Linked DNA regions of Ovis aries: region 2 is linked to region 1. Evidence: chromatin contacts called from public Hi-C data. All regions are on one chromosome and are shown on one strand. Each heading gives the region's core, a stretch centred on a gene start, on an enhancer-like site or on the middle of the called end of the contact. The rest is flanking DNA. Distances are from core to core; before and after follow the strand shown.

Region 1 (3,365 bases), core at 571-3,070:
CAGAAATAAACTCTGATTGTAAATCAACTACATCTCAATTAAAAAATAAAATAAATATTAAAAAAATAAGTTGAATGTCAAGATTCTTAAGTTGAGCCTTGCTGTGGATCATAGCAATGCGATGGGCAAGATGACTCTTCTTTTATGTTTCTCCAAGGTTCATCAAGAAGACCATTTCTGTTGGTGAATAATCTGATTTATGAGCCTGCCGATTGGAGACCCAAGCAGGGATGTTAATGGCATTCCAAGCTTCAACCAGACACCCCAAGCTGTTTGCTGCTCTGGTATGATGGAAGCTCTGCAGTCAATCTCCTTAAAGTTTCTGAGATTCCTGTGGCCTTAGACTTCCAGCCATCATTCACCGATACTCAGTTCACTGACTGGCTAGCCTGCATTTCAGACCCATTGCACCCAGTCCAGGCCCCAGAGAACTTCCTTCACTTTTGAGCATCTTCCCAACCTACATTTTCCTGTGTAAAAGAAGTGACTGGAAAGGCCAGACAAATCAGAACACATCTCTAAAAATCCTGGAGCCTGGAGGTTATGATCACCAGCTTTGGAGTCAAATGGATCTAGATTGAAATCCTGCTCTGTTGTTTATTAGCTGTCTGACCCTGGACAAGTTACTCGACTTCTCTCTAAACCCCAATTCCTTGTCTGTAAAATAGATATAGTTGTAAATGCCTCATCCCATGCTGTGAGAATGATGTGAGACAATGCGTGTACAGCACTTCACGATGGAGAATCATTCAATAATGGAAGACTGTTAGAAGAGAAATTCAACATATCATCAAAAAAATCTCATTTGGAACCTTAAAAACATTACGTGAAAAAAGCCAGTCACAGAGGCCACATGTAGCCATTTATACAAAATGTGTATTAAGAAGAGGCAAACCTATGGAGAAGGCTATGGCAACCCACTCCAGTATTCTTGCCTGGACAAGAGGAGCCTGGCAGGCTACAGTCCATGGCATCACAAAGAGTCGGACACAGCTGAGCAACCAACACACACACACACACACACACACACAGGGACAGAAAGTAAATGAGTGATGGTCTAGGGCTGGAGGGTTGGAGAGATTGGGCTTGAGTGCCAGTGGATATGGCATTTCTTTTTGGGATAATAAAAATATTCTAGAAATAAGTAATAGTGATGCTTATATAAATTTGTGAATATACTAAAGCCTACTGAATCGTACACTTTAAGAGGATAAATTTTATATATGTAAATTATTTCTCAAAAATAGTTAATTTTTTAAAAAATAGCTATTATGAACTAAAACCATGAATTTTGAAGCTAATTTGTTTCATGGACTCTCTACCTCTTCAGCACTGGAATCAGAATGATCCATCTCATTGGAAGACTCTGTCTCTTTCTAGGTGAATCATTTGTTCTCTGATGACTGCCCAGTAATTGTCAATCCATTGCAATCTCAGCATTTGTAGTTATCAGTAGCTGTCTTGTCACTCCATGAAATTTATGGGCAGGAAGGGGCAGCCTATGCCCTTAGAGGGGAGGGTACCTTGCATCTCAGCTCATCTGGGAGATGTTGCAGGTGGTAAATGAGGTGTTTTCCCTTTATCTTGGGTAGAAAAACAATGGCAGGAAACAGAAATGAAAGTCTTTGGGTTAGCTGAATATTTTGATGTTTCATAGTCATTGGTTCTAGCTTAAGTTGTGTGTGTGTGTGTGTGAGTGTGTGTATGTGTGTGTGTGTGTGTGTGTGTGTGTGTGTTAAAGCGGGTAGTAGAAGAGAGTCTTTGCCAAAAGGAAAGAGGGGAGGAGTTTGGATGAGTCAGTGTCTATTGCAAAACCAGAGTGGATTAATTCTGGAATTTCATTGAGCACACTCAATGCTTCCAAAATATAATTGAAAAAATGTGCAGTGTTTTCAGATTCACGTCTCAGACAGAGTTGTCAGCACTGCTTAGGGACAATTTCTTTCTGCATGAGTAGGGCTATAGATTTTGATAAAAATTATTCCTTCACTGTTTGGAATGTCTGAATAGATTTGTGGTCTTTCATTTTGCTTTAAAACATGATTAAATATGCTTTAAAAATCAAAGACTTCTGTTTGGTTTTTTGAATTTCTTCCAGACTCATAGCTGGTTAATATATATGCCAAGTTGATTTTTTTTTGGCGGGGGTGGGGGGGGGGGTGTCTAATAATATCAACTGAGATTCTTCCAAAGGGAAAAAAAATTTATGAAAGAGAAGGAATCGTTTGTATGCCACACTAAGATATCACGAAATGTTCCAAAATCTTTATCAGGAGTATTTAATTTTAAAAATGCTTTGCTGGAACTTCTAGGTAGAGTATACAGTCTGGGAGAAGGTAAGAGAGATCTCGGGGCAGGAAGAGAATCAAGATGAGAGTAAGCCTGAATAGGTTCTCCTTCAACCAGTGAGGATACACTGGGCTCTTTTATTCCTTGTGTTTTTATTGAGAATGTGCTGTGTATTGAGAGCTGGCTGAGACTGAAGGTCCTACATGCTGTGTTGTGTACTAACAACATTCAAGAGACTATGTAAGGCATCTTAGCTCAAGATGCTATGATAAAACCTGTGTCTTAAACAACAGAAATTGATTTGTTACATTGCTGGAGACAGGAGAGGCCAAGTTCAAAGTGCCAGCCATTTATGTTCTTGATGAGAGCCCTCTTTTTAGTTTGAAGGTGATTCTCTTCTTGCTGTATCCTCACATGGCAGAGAGAGGGGAAGGAGGAAGAGAGAGAGGTCTCAAGTCTCTTCCTCTTCTTGTAAAGGCACTAATCCCATCACGGCTTCTTCGGTGGTTCAGTGGTAAAGATTCCACCTGCCAGTGCAGGAGACTCAGTGGGCTCGGTCCCTGGATTGGGAAGATCCCCTGGAGAAGGGAAAGGCTACCCATTCCAGTATTCTTGCCTGGAGAATCCCATGGACAGAGAAGCCTGGCAGGCTGAAGTCCACGGGATTGCAAAGAGCTGGACATGAGTGAAGGAGCATACACACACACACAATCCCATCACAGGGGCTCCACCCTTGTGACCACATTAAACCTAATCACCCCTCAACACATGACTTTTGTGGGGGTGGGGTGGGACATGAACCGTCAATCCGAAGCACCAGGAGGAAAAATACTCCTACATGGATGGTCTGAATATTTAGCAAGCAGCAAATAACAATAACTACCATGTACTGACCACTTAGTATATCTGGACATCTACTGGGAATTCCATTTATTCTTCACAGAAACCAATGAGGTCTTTGTGGTCTTGTCCCTTTTATAGTTAAGGGAACTGAAGATCTGGGAGGTTAAATAAATAGGCCTAACATCAAGCAACATAGCTTGGTTTGTCCGAAATTGGAACCAATCTATTTGGTG
Region 2 (3,365 bases), core at 470-2,969, 210 kb after region 1:
AAGCAGCATCTGCCTGAGCCAGGAATGTGGACATTCCACAGAAAGCCTGGGGCCTGCCTAGTGTGTCTGCTGAATTGCTCCTTCCAAGTCCTGCACTCCCTCCACATGGGGCTTAAGTCTCCATAGATAAACAAACATGGCCTGGGCACCCCAAGAACCCTCAGCATTGTTCCCCAGCAATGGTGATGTCGATACAAAATATTCCTTCCTGGGAACCAACACCCAACTCACCCCAGACCATGTCTCCCCAGCCAAAGGGATTGCTAGTGAGTGTCCAGTCTTGAATTCTTACATTATTATTGTTGCTGCTATTGTTGCTTTTCCCTTGGTCTCCTTGCTTAAGAGAAGGTAGGGACTGTTTTAGGGGAAATGCTTCCGCCTGGAACTAATGTGCCATTGTTGTGGACAGATTCTGAGTAGAGGCCTACTATACACCCAGTGATAAAAATGGGCAAAGGCCAAGCAGGATGCAGGAGAGCATGACCAATCACCAAGGGGGGGTTTATGGGCTTGTCCATTTTATTGTACCATAAAATCCCTCTTTTCAGCTTTAGATGTCAGCAGCTGGTGACAAGCTTAATGGCCGATGAGTGGGGGAGAGAGTCATGGATCCCACAGCTTAGCTCTCCCCCAGACTGGGATGGCCCACCCTTCCCTGGCCTGCTTCTTGAACCCAAGTGAGCAAATCAGAGAACATTGGATAAGCCTCAACAGCAACATCCAGCAAAGCTGCTAGGTCCTCCTGGCTGAGTAAGATTTTATTTTCCCCTATTTCGAAGAGCTGTTAATCTAAGGACAGAGAGGGTTTAATAGTGTAATGGGAACTGTTGCAAGAATGGCTAAAACATTAAGTTCTCCTCCGTCTTTGATAATTTTGCATCAGCCTCTGCCAGGGTAGAGATTGTGTCCTAATACGACCTCTTAAAATGAACACGCTGTCTTGTACCTGGAGAGGGCTTGTCAGTGTTTCTTTGTGTTTCTGTGCACCCTTGCCTGATAGTCCTTTCACTCTGATGAATTAGAAATGTCTCAGCAGAGGAGCTGCCATTCATGAAAGATTCCCCAGTTTACAAAATACTTTCATACCCAATGTCTCACAGAAGGCTCTGAAAAATAAACCACTAATACCCTTGTAAAGAGCCTTCCTCAGTTTGCAAAACAGTCTCTGCGCCCTCTCTTTAAATGACTGCAGTTCCCCACTTTTTCTATCATTGTTGACTTAAGTTCAAAGTCAAGCTAACAAATCTGTTTTGTCAGACGGGAAGCTGGCCGCTAATGGTTCAGAGTGGCTCCGTGCACAGCTCACTCCGTTGCCCCATACCCGGAAGAAGCGCTGTCTTCCCGACAAGTTAGCAGCTTTGTGCTTCCATTTATTTATTTAACGTGAAATGGCTTAAGCCGGTCTGTGAAATTTGTCCTTGAACACTGGGACCTCAGGGCCAGGAGAGATTTCTAGACTAGCTCTAAATCAGCCCCTTCCAACTAAACAATCGTTACACTTTATAGCTGCCTGCTTGCCCTTTATTATTTTGGACTATTAAGCAGGGCCTGGAAGAATGGTACATCTAGTTGCCAGCGCAGAGTAGCAGCTGGCAGCCCAGTCCTGCTGCTTCAGCGTCGCAGGCGGCAGTTGCAGGGGAAATACGGTAACACAGTGGTCTACACTTCCGGGAAGAGCCACTGGGTTGCCGCCTTTGGGACGCTATTAGCAAGCACGTGGCAGCCCTGCCCTAGTCCCGACTGCTGGTGATTGAAATGTGTTCAAACTGTGGTCAGAGAAGAAGTGTAGGGAGGAAAAGAGGCTCAGAGAGAAGGCTTTAATCACGATGCTTGCTCTTTTCTTTGAATATCTCCAGAGACAGCTTGCCAAACACCAGCTTGTTACTCAAATGAGGGGAAATAATACTCTTTAGTTTCTGTTTGCGTTTTGTTTCATGAATTAACACAGTAAACCGTCCTTTTTCTTAATCTTACCCCTCACGGCTCATCTCTACTGCCAAATGATCCCATCCTTGAGAAACATCTTCAGTAAGTAGAGTGCTGTGTAAAAGCAAACAAATTAGTGTTCAGTATTTCATTCACATTGCCAATAAAGAAACTTACAAGGATATTATAAGGAAACATCCTGTAGTTTTTGAAGCAAATGTAGTTTTTCTTGTTAATAAACAGAGATTTCCTCCCTCTAGCCTACCTGTTTTGGACACAAAGACTAAGAATTTGTATTTTCTAAAGAAAGCACTTAAATTCAGTATTACTTTTCTTTTAAGTAGCACTCATTTAAATGATGTGCTTTATAATCAATCCCCAGAGAATTCTCCTTAATTTGTCCCTTTTCTTTTTCCTCATTGGATAATAATTTTTCAGAATAAAAATTTTTGGTGTCAATATTTTCAAAATATTTCAACACATTAACCATTCCTAACCAGACTGTTGTGGAGCTCTATATAACTAGTTACTAAAGATCTGAATTCTAGATCCCAGCTCTGTGTACCTGAATGAAAGCACTTGTGTAAATGAAGCATTCTGACCACCACATGGCTAAAAATTCCCTGCTTGTGTCTGACTGATTCTAGACACCTGGATATAAGCCATTGCAAATGCTTCCTCAGAGACACTTAGCAGAAAGAAAACAACTAAACAGACCTGTTTCCTGACTTTGTTCTTTGATGGATATTTTCTTACCCTTAAATATACTTTACCCCTGATAATTTAGAGGTCTATGTCTGGTGAGGGGTATCATGGATGAGAAGAGTTCTGACATTCCTTTTGTTAAGGTGACATCCTTGGCTTGATGAGACAGGAATTGGCAACAGCATCTTTACAGGGCATCCAAAGAATAATGGAAAAAGTTCCCTGGGACCCATTCCCCGAACTGCTCCATTTGCACTGATAATGAATTTATCTTACCGTGTTTTCCAAATGACCCATCAAAACACAAGTTCCCTTAGGAGCACAATGGAGCTGAATATCTGTCCTGGGAAACTTCTTGGGAAATGAAGGATCCAAAGTTGCTGGAACTGTTCTTAAAATTTAAGAACAAAGTGACAGGGTGGGGACTGCAAACTCCATTTCCTTGAACTAGATCTGCAATTAAATCTTCCCTTCCCCACCAGAACACATCTTTCCTATGCACCTTGATGCCTAGTTGTGTACATAACATATGTACAGACACAGTAGATGATTAATTGATGCATTGAGGCTTCAGCAACGTGACCTTTAAAGCTTTCAAACCGAATGAAGTAATTTACATTTGGGCACAGAGCCAAGAGGACTAAGCAATGCACCTTTCTAAGCAGTGTCCCTGGCCCTTCTTTACCCCTGGTGTGTTCTGCAGCCCCTCCAAACTCATATGCACTATCACAGGA

What was found. A called contact is a pair of places that touch in the nucleus more often than the background predicts.
Region 2: a Hi-C map of omental adipose tissue shows a contact between it and region 1, with 2.1 times the contacts expected there. The contact joins two enhancer-like sites. A contact is called at or near these places in 5 of 16 Hi-C or Micro-C datasets (liver, omental adipose tissue, skin fibroblasts and 1 more).

Annotation. Positions count from the first base shown.
Region 1 is chr6:69,940,826-69,944,190 of ARS-UI_Ramb_v3.0, forward strand. No RefSeq gene overlaps it. Among named protein-coding and RNA genes, the nearest start is that of LNX1, 65 kb to the left of the region's middle. Within about 2 kb of position 1,821, at least 3 of the 54 cell types and tissues checked have an H3K27ac peak or open chromatin away from gene starts, as enhancers often do.
Region 2 is chr6:70,146,927-70,150,291 of ARS-UI_Ramb_v3.0, forward strand. No RefSeq gene overlaps it. Among named protein-coding and RNA genes, the nearest start is that of CHIC2, 150 kb to the right of the region's middle. Within about 2 kb of position 1,720, at least 6 of the 54 cell types and tissues checked have an H3K27ac peak or open chromatin away from gene starts, as enhancers often do.